Linked DNA regions of Rattus norvegicus: region 1 is linked to region 2. Evidence: chromatin contacts called from public Hi-C data. All regions are on one chromosome and are shown on one strand. Each heading gives the region's core, a stretch centred on a gene start, on an enhancer-like site or on the middle of the called end of the contact. The rest is flanking DNA. Distances are from core to core; before and after follow the strand shown. Region 1 has its middle 110 kb from the start of Fn1. Region 2 overlaps LOC134480293 (a long non-coding RNA gene).

Region 1 (4,704 bases), core at 1,196-3,695, 41 kb before region 2:
GGTTTATAAACCAAAATGCACAAATAGGGGAAGGGAGCTTTGTGGAGAGCAGAAAGTGGAATGAAGATTGGAGAAAAGGAAAAAGTAATAATATAAAAAACACTAAGAGGGGAAATTTGGCAAATGACACAGTCAGCTCAATGATGCCTTTAAAATCTGCTGTTAAGAGGACATGTACTCTAAGGCCATTAATCATATGAGCCATAAAAACAGGAAAAGTGAATGCCTACGTGGCCAATTACTATGATAGTTAAAATTCAGGGTTAGACTGCGGTTATATGATTATGAAAGTTTCGTTAATTAAATCAGGATAAATAATTTTCAGTTAAGAGAGTATAAATTATTTGATCACAAATGAATATTTCTAGAGTTTACTAAAGAAAGCCTGTGTCTGCCTGCAACATGGTGTAAATGTCTTTTTTCTTAAGTTTTTAAATTACATCTTTAATATATTTATTTTGTGAGCAAATGTGGGTACACATGTTCCACAAGGCACATGGGGAGGTCGGAGGTCAACTTTAGAGAGTTGGTCCTCTCCATCTACCACCACCAGATCCTGAGGATGGAGCTCGTTCCTCCAGGTCTGGTGCAAGCATCCTTACACAGCGAGCCGTTCTACCACCCCATGAACTTCTTTATTACCGCCTGCTTCAGTGAGATGTCATGACATGGTGTCGCATCTCAAAACATGGCACCAGACCCAGACACATCCCATGACATCATACAGCTTTTTCTAGATCTAGACATGAAAAATTAATAGGCAGAAACTTGAGGGGGGTTAAATTGTCAACTTCAATTTAGGGAAACTAAGGCATGATCGAAAAACAGATATATTTTATTTTCTGCAAGACTAAGTCAGTGTGAAAGTGCTACCAGTTGCCGCTAACAGGAACAAAAGCCAGTAGTTAAACTAGCCAATCTCTGAGCGTGCCTTTCTGAGTCTTTGGTACATGCTGGTTAGTGACACAAACTCCTAAAACTTCAAAGGATACCATGGCTTTCTGGCTTAAGTGTTTGTGATTGTGGGAACAAGTCACAGCTTTTATCTATCCCAATATGAAAAGTAGAGAAAGATTTTTCTGGTGGATGTAGAGCTGAAGTTTTTCAGCTGGTTGCTATGCTCTTCTGTGGGTTTCAGTGTCGTCGAACAGAGAGTACTTGCGGACTTCCCCCCTACCTCTTCCTAATCATTTCAGCTCCGTTTTCTTTGAACCAACAAGCATATGCAGCAACACAAGCAAAGCCAGCAGCAGCACCGTGTGGGGAAGAGACCGAGCTGCTGGAGACAGTTTTCAGATCAACGGATTTCTTTCTCATCATCTTCTTCACGTTATTGCCGTGTGTGCTGAGGTTCCACACTTCTGCTTCTTCATTTGAGACTTTTTACTGGGGAGGCTGGAGAGAAGGCTCAGAAGTTAAGAGTGCATGCCGCTCTTGCACAGGACCAGAGTTAAGTTCCCAGCACCAGGGTCAGATAGTTCACAATACCTGTGACTCCAACTTCAGGGGGATATGACACCTCTGGCCTCCTCAAACACCTGTGTTCATGTGCACTTGTCTGTGCACACACACAAGTTTTTAAAAAAAAAAAAAAACAACTTAAAATTTCCTGGGCTGATGAGACAGTTCAGGGTGTAAGGGCATTTGACTCCAAGTCTGATGACCTAGGTTTGACCCCCAAGACCCACATAATGGAAGGAGAGAACCAACCCCTGAAAGCTGTCCTCTGATCTCCATATATATGCTGTGGTACACATGCACACACCAACATGAACGCACATGCATGTGCACATGTGCAATAAACACATGTAATGCAATTTTTATCAATACATATTGATTGCAGACATTAATGGGGTACCGTGTGGCATTGGGTTCATGCTGACAGTTGCTTCCAGGCACACCCCTCCCTTTCGCTCAGAGATGACAGTGTATGTGTTAGTCTGCTTTAAACCTCATGGGAACTTCTGCAAGCCTATTCACACAGGTGGAAGCAAATGCTGCCTACTTAAAATTGACAGAAGGTTTAGTTTGAGGGGTTAAGAGTAAGTTATCGCACTGATAGTATATTTAATTTCTACATAAGGTGGAATGATTGATGCCCTGGGAAGTAACTGCCGTTCTAAGGAGTCTCTGGGTTTTCAAAGAAGGCAGGACCTCTGCCTGTAAGGAATTGGAGAATGGTAAATTCCAGACTCTGTAGATATAAAGGATGGGTTTTAGCTAGGAGGAATGGGGAAAGGTAGGGGACATCCAGGAATCTCCACCTAAAGCAGCCGCATGCCACCAGAACTGTCTGCCACTCAGTTCAGCCCAGGTTCTATAAATATTGACCTGGCATTCGGGAAAATACCCAAAATAAATTGTGACCATACAAATTCTAATTGAGTGTGTTGACACACTTCCTGGACTCCCGAACCCATATCAAACAGTTAAGGCTTTGTCTTACATTCCTGTCTTGTCAGGTTTTACAACATGGGGACTCTGCAGTTCTCAGCACACCGGTAGAGACAGCGTGGGTGTGTACTTTACCTCTTTAGCTAGAAGTCCTGACTGTGATTTTACATCTCTTGATTGTTGTTAATGAGGACTACAAGTGTTCATGTTTCGAAATCTCACTGGAAATAGCAAGCTATGAATGGCTGGCACCTGCCCAGACTTTTGGAACAATCACGCACTTTGACTCACTGGGATCCTGTTTCACCCAGTCTGGATTTTAAGCTATAAATCTAGGCTATTGGCCTTATCCCAGAGTGTTATGTCACCATATTTGGGCAAAGACTGAAGTGGGTCTAACATATGCCTCTAGACCAGCTCTTTATAACTGAAAAACAAAACACATTTCTCAGAATGCTAAATCTTATGGGTGGTGTACATGACATAAGTGAATTAATTTTCATGCAATCATATGTTTGAGGGTGGGGACCTAAAAAATAACAATGTATTACAAGCTGTGTGTTGCTCTCCCCTAACTGATGTTCTTGAATGGAAATAGGCAGCTACTTTGAGAACGAGTTCAATGATGAAAATAATGCCGTATCTCTGCTTAGTATCCTACTGATGTGTGAGTTCCATTCTTAGGGCAAGAGCCAAGGATGCAAAATAAACCAGCTTTCCCAGGAAGTGCAAGGAGCAGTCCCTTTTGGTGCCGTGACCCACAGATAGTCTTCCTCGAATCTCTTCTGGTATGAACGGAAGCCCATCATTTAAAGAATATTTATTAAGTCCTTTCTATGTACAAATTTCTCAACTGGGTGCTGGAGAAGAGAGAGTGGGACAAGATAAATATGCCAATCCTTGAGGAGCTCGGTCAGGTGGCAGTGACTAATGCTAAATTAATATTATCATTTTCTGAAATATCTATATATCTATTATATATATATGATATGTGACATGTGATGTGTGACATGACATGTGATATATGATATATATGATATATTTATCTATTTATGTTTATTTATCTATTAAAGATCTATAAGAGACAATTAATATAAGAGACAGTGGGTGGAGGGATCGTATACTCTTAGAGAGCATATATGACAGAAGTTTGATTGGAGGATCAGGGGAGACGTTGAAGTGGAGAGCAATGAGGTCAAAGCTGGTGAGTACTGGGGACGTAGGAGCAGTGAGGCTGGTGACCTGGGCAAGCACAAGATATTAAGGACTTCACAGTCACAACTATTACAACAATCAGGGCATGAAAGAAGGGTCATGACCTGATCATTATTTGATGAGCACTTGGGCCACAACGTGAGACGAAGAACTAGAAGGTTCCACTGAAGGTGTAGAAGGTTACCAATAAATGGATGCCACAGGCTAAAGAGGAGATACAGGTGGCTAGGATACAGGAATGGAAGAGAGAAAGCAGTTGGGTATGGCGTGTATTCAGGAGCTTTTATCTGGGGCAGGGAGAGGGGTCAGTGAGACACAAGGAGCAGAGACCCTGACTTTGACGGTTATCCAAGAGTACGCTAGAGAATGGCTTTCTCTTTTGAACTACGATGAGACATTTGGTGGAGGGGAGTGAGGAGGGTTAATTTTCGTGGCTGACATTTTGAAACACTGAGAAGACAGGTCATGCAGAAAACCTGACCCTGAAAAAGGCGGCTTAGAAATCCACAAAGTCCTCAGTTAGAGTTCCATGTGGGGGTCACTCGCTTGAGCACTTTAAATTTGTAGAATACAATCTAAGTGCTGCCTTTTGGATACCTTTTAGCGTTCTAGATGAAGACACTCAGTCAGGGAGGTCTTTCCTACGGGAAAAAATGTGAACTGTATGGACTGAAGAGGTTAGAACCTGACTCTTCCCCAGGTACTCCATTGCTTCTACCTGAGGGCCTTCCCACCCCTGGGGTGTCAGTTTTTTCTGCGTCTAAGTCTGTCTTACCAACTCCAGGTAGTTTTTTGGGTCTGACCAAAACAGGTCCACGCTCTATCCTCTCCTGGGAGTTTCACTTCTGTCTCATGGATACCCTAGTCTGCTTGGCTTGCCAGGACATATTACCATAGAATGAATGGTTCGAACAACACAAGTGTGTTTCTTCACAGTTCTAGAAAGTATGTGTCTGAGAGCAGAACACGTCAGATTCCCGTGAGAATTCTCTTCTTGCTTAACTAGACAGCTGCCTGTTCTCTGTGTCCTCGTGCAGCTGAGTTCTTTCTTCTTTTTATAGGATTAGGACTCTGCCCTGTTTGTTTCATTAGCAT
Region 2 (4,805 bases), core at 2,112-4,611:
AATGTGTATAATAAGGTTTGAACTATTTATACTCCCCCCAGATTAAAACTTTTCCAGAGACACCATCAAGCAGAGCCACGGTTATGTTAAACTAATATTGGCATGTCTTCTTGTATAATGAAATTTGAAAGACAAACATCTAAACCTTCCCTGTCATGACTGGCTGAGAGAGCCTTTGGTATTGGTATATTTCCACTGGAGAGTATTAATGCCACATCTTCACAGCAGATGATGTGTCTTCTGTCTAGGTTTGAAATAAAAGCTCTCTCTGTGCCTACTCACAGGGAATTATGTGAGCATTCTTGGTTCTGTTGCACACAAGTGAAGTCTTCTTAGTGAGGGATAAGAGCAGACTCGCATTCACACAATGCATTTTTGTGATTTTTAAAAAACAGCCTGCAAATGCAGCACTATGCCTTGCAATTCATGGGCATTGTTTGGAGTAAGCATTGTATTTGATTCTACTTTAATTTTCCTTGTACTAGAGTAAAACTGACCATCGATCTAAACTGCGTGATGCCTTCCAGAAGGGTTTAGAAAGAGACAGTGGGGCCAAACAGATGGTTCAGTGGCAATGAGCTCTTCTAGAGGAGTCAGGTTTGAGTCCCAGCACCCACACAGTGGCTAAAAACCATCTATAACTCCAGTTAGGAGATGGGGATCTGATCCCTCTATGGGTACCAAGCACACACATAGTACATAGGCATTCAAGCAGACACAACACCCATACATATAAAAATAAAGTACAAATTTAAAGCAAAGAGTGAAGTACTGTTTTTGTGTTTTGAACACACAAACAAATAGAAATTCTCCAAAGAGTTAGTTGAGTCGTAATTCTTTACTGAGATAACCAAATGGTCAATAAGGTAGTCACTGTAGACATTTTAATTTTATTATTATTGAATTGATCAACTAACTTTCTGAGTTGGGAAAAGAAAGAACGCTTAAACCATATTGGTCCACACTGAGATTCTTTTTTTTTTTTTTTTAACACAGAAGCATATCTGTTTAGTGATCGATTAGGAGAATTAGCTTAGCCAGTTGAAACAGAAAAGAAATAAAGAAAAATGGGGGGATGGACAGGCATGGAACTCCTAACCTTTTCAAGTCCTCTGGCCCGCTAGCTTGGTTGACCATACTATATTTCAGTGAATTATTATTATCATGCGATTGGGGGGAAAGGCTTGAGTTTGTGTGCTGTTGTTAGCATAATTCTGAGATTATTAGTGCCTATATAACTGTGTACTTTGCACACACAGACACACACTTGATTTTGGGCTTCCCTGTGTCAAAGGTAGCATTTTTTTAAAAAGCAGAACATCACATTAATGTTAACATGGAACTCCCTGTAGAAAAGAACTTTGGTTTTGATTTCATTTATTTATGAAAAGAGATTTTAGATTCTATGAGCCATGGGCCATCACTCATGCTTGCTCTCTTACAGTGTGTCTCTGTCCTTACAGGCTTATAAGGAGCGATGCTACCTGTGGCGTCAGTATTGTGTTCAGACACGCAGAAAACTCGAGGCCCCAAAATAATCCAACATTTAATCAACAGCTGAAAAGTTTTTGCACAGTCGACGGTTTACATTTTAGCATGGCCACTCCTTCCAACAAGAAAATTTCCCCATATTTGGCGGATGCGGTGTACGAACTCAGCCTCTGCTTCTCTTTGATGGACAAGGAGAGCAGCTGGTAACCGTCACGGTGTCACATAGCTTCAAAGCTGGATGACTGACCTTAGGTTGCCTCTCTTCTCTTTTCCAAGTGCTCCCAATCTCTTCAACCCTTTCACTGTAGTTCAGTTTGCTGTTTTCTCTGTCTCTGACTCTACCAAAATTGAGGAGCTCCAAACTGAAAAGTATTTTCTTGTTATAACACAACTAGTACCAAATATGGAAAATACCATCTATTTGTCTATCTGCTCATCGGCTAAGTGATCATGGAGAGTCTCTCTCCCACCCCTCTACATCAGAGAAGTCAGGTGCATCTTGCCAATAAAGTTGTTGGATTTCAGAGAACATGAGGCAAGGTTTGTCATAAAACCATGACATCAGTAGTGAAAGAGTTTCTCAGATGGGAGGAGGGTCGAAGGCCAAGAAATAAGCAATGGGCTGTCAGCTAGCTAAACCATCATCTATGAAACCTAGTTTTGCCTTTTTATGCACTTCTTATCAAGAAATCCTGCCTCCCTATGTGCCTGTGCATATGCATGGGCATATATGTATGTGTTCATGTGTACATGCATGTGTGTATTCATTTGAGGTATTTCCTTATCTTTTGTTAATCATAAACAAAAAAACTCTGTGTGTGTGTGTGTGTGTGTGTGTGTGTGTGTGTGTGTGTGTAGGAAGATCAAGTCAGCCTTGGGTGTCCGTCCTTACATCTGCCTTGAGACAGAGTCTTGTTTTCTGCTATGTACTTCCAGCTGCCCAGGATCAAGGATTTCTTTCTCTCCATCCCTTTACTCACTATAGAGGCACTGGATTACAGAGCGGAGTGGGTTTGGGGGAGTCCAATATCAGGACCTCCCATCTGATGGGAAGCCATTTACTCACTGAGCTGCCTTCTCTGCCCCTCTTTTCCCAGTTTTAAATATGCATAACTTCTTCATTAAATCTTACGTTTTATTTTGTTCCACAAAAGCATCAGACTCATGAAGTTCTCCACATATTAAAGTAAGAAACTTACTGTTTAAAGAGTCTCGGGATCCTCTAATCCACTCTTAGGTTCTCAGCTCTGCCTGGTTACTTTGTTCCTTCCTTCTCAGGTAGTAAACGTAACAACCAGAGCACAGTTGAGAATATCAAACAGGAACAATGACTTTAGGTGCATGTGACCTCCAAACTGTGAAGCCATAGAGAAGAAAAGGAAAAAAAGTTATCAAATGATTTTAAAAAAAATGGCACAGAACCTGGACTAAAATTTTCAACAGTGCAAAATTTGAGGTGTTTCTCTTTTGGAGATGAGCCATAAGTTGTGTTTCATCAAAAGTAAAGAAGTCACTTTTGAAAACTGTCCCCACAGCGTAGGGAAGGGGAAAAGCCCAGACTCACAACTTCCAAAGGCGCTCTTTATTCGCGCGTCTACGTGAGAAATAAACCCCAGTCAAAGAGGGTAGACAGAGCCTTCCTGACTCAGACAAGCAGCAGCAGGCAGGCAGAGTCACGGCCAACCTGCTTGGCAAATTAATGTTCGAAAATATTATGTCTCAAGCGTAGGAAGTCTGCAGGCGGAGTGTTTGCGGTGTTATCAGACAAGAATCTCTGTGTACCTGGACTCGGTGTACACTTCTCTTCAAACCCAAGGCTTCGCACTGAGTTATGTCAACATATGACTCAAAAGGGCCGGAAAGGGAAAAACAGGCACAAAGAAGGCCGTGGAGACAAGCGCAAACAAAAACACAAGCCAAAGTAAGCCTGCCTGTTCTGAGAACTGGGAGCGCTTCTTTTTAAACCAAAGGTGGAAAAAATGGACTCTATACCTTCCAATGACCTTTCATCTCATCTCAAGGGGATAAAAAGATACCAAGAAAATATATAGTATTCTAAAAGATAAGTAAAATTTCCTTTTAATCCAAACTATTTTCAGAAAATGCTAGTCATGGGGCGTGGGACGTGACTCACGTAAGTGCTTGCCGTGCAAGCATGAAGATGCCCAGAGTTCAATACCTAGAATTCACATGAAAAAGCTGGATGGGGCATGCACAGCTGTAATCCTCAGAATGGAGCTCACTGGTCGGCCAGCCTAGCCTGACCATGGAGCTCCAGGCCAACAGAGTGACAGAATGTGAGGAACACTATGTGAGATTGTCTGCTAGTCTCTGTGTGCACATGCATTAGATATTAGTTATGCATAGTATAGTCTCTAAGCTCTACCAGGAATTGGTGCTCATTTCCTGAGCAGTCTATATACACAATTCTTCCATTGTTAAAACAATGAGAGGTAAGTGATTGACAGGGGTTGGTCTCCCTACTAGCATGAACCTCGCCAAGAAAGACTATGCAGATAGCAGGCGCTCATATTTGCCTCAAATATTATGTGCTTCCTTCTAGTACCCTGTACGCTTCCACATTTAAAATGAACTTATGTGTGTAAGAGGGATACTTTTGTAAAATAGGAACCCTTAATTTCTCTTACTATGTGGCCAAAATTATGCCCACCAGAAATGCTGACTGCAAAGGAAAATATCTTATCTTCCTAACGCACAATAGTAATTGTATCTTACCAAAAATGCAATTATTTCTGTTTGTTTTTAAGTGTCACTGCTGAATAAAGGCTATGAGCCTGCTGGCCAGAGACTGAATTGAAAGTGACTTTTAAATAAAGCACATAGCTGTGTGAATACAAGAAAGACATTTACATAGCTACATGATGACCTAATCCCAGAGATGACTAGAAAAAGGAAAGGATGATCAAAATACTAGGAAAATGTTATCTGCTTTGCTTGACAATTTAGAAAACCCAATGTTCTCAGCCTTAATATAAGATGACGTTATGCAATAATTTGCAACACATATAATAAACTCCTCAGTCCCAATTTGTCTGGCTCTAGAGATAAAACTGATGGCGTAAAGATTTGAATGTAAATGAGAAACAGGAAAGGCTGGCTATGGGTGGGCAGATGGCAAACTCTATTCAATTAAGCAAGATTGACTTCAGCATTCAACCAGGAGTTTAAGATCCTAATTGGAATCTAACAAGACACTTTTCCCTCCTCCCTTTCATCCTCAAAAAATCAAATCTAATATTTTTCATGTTCTATTGTATCTTGGGCAAGGTTCCTAAATATTTCACATATGTTCC

What was found. Hi-C and Micro-C count contacts between places; a contact is called where the count stands out from the background.
Region 1: a contact with region 2 is called in a Hi-C map of liver, with 4 times the contacts expected there. The contact joins two enhancer-like sites. A contact is called at or near these places in 3 of 12 Hi-C or Micro-C datasets (kidney and liver).

Annotation. Positions count from the first base shown.
Region 1 is chr9:80,820,847-80,825,550 of GRCr8, reverse strand. No RefSeq gene overlaps it. Among named protein-coding and RNA genes, the nearest start is that of Fn1, 110 kb to the right of the region's middle. Within about 2 kb of position 2,445, at least 15 of the 93 cell types and tissues checked have an H3K27ac peak or open chromatin away from gene starts, as enhancers often do. A contact at or near this core is called in liver, where this site is marked.
Region 2 is chr9:80,781,032-80,785,836 of GRCr8, reverse strand. LOC134480293 (a long non-coding RNA gene) reads left to right here. Exons shown (of 3, transcript XR_010054664.1): 3 at 1,464-2,582. Among named protein-coding and RNA genes, the nearest start is that of Fn1, 69 kb to the right of the region's middle. Within about 2 kb of position 3,361, at least 7 of the 93 cell types and tissues checked have an H3K27ac peak or open chromatin away from gene starts, as enhancers often do. A contact at or near this core is called in liver, where this site is marked.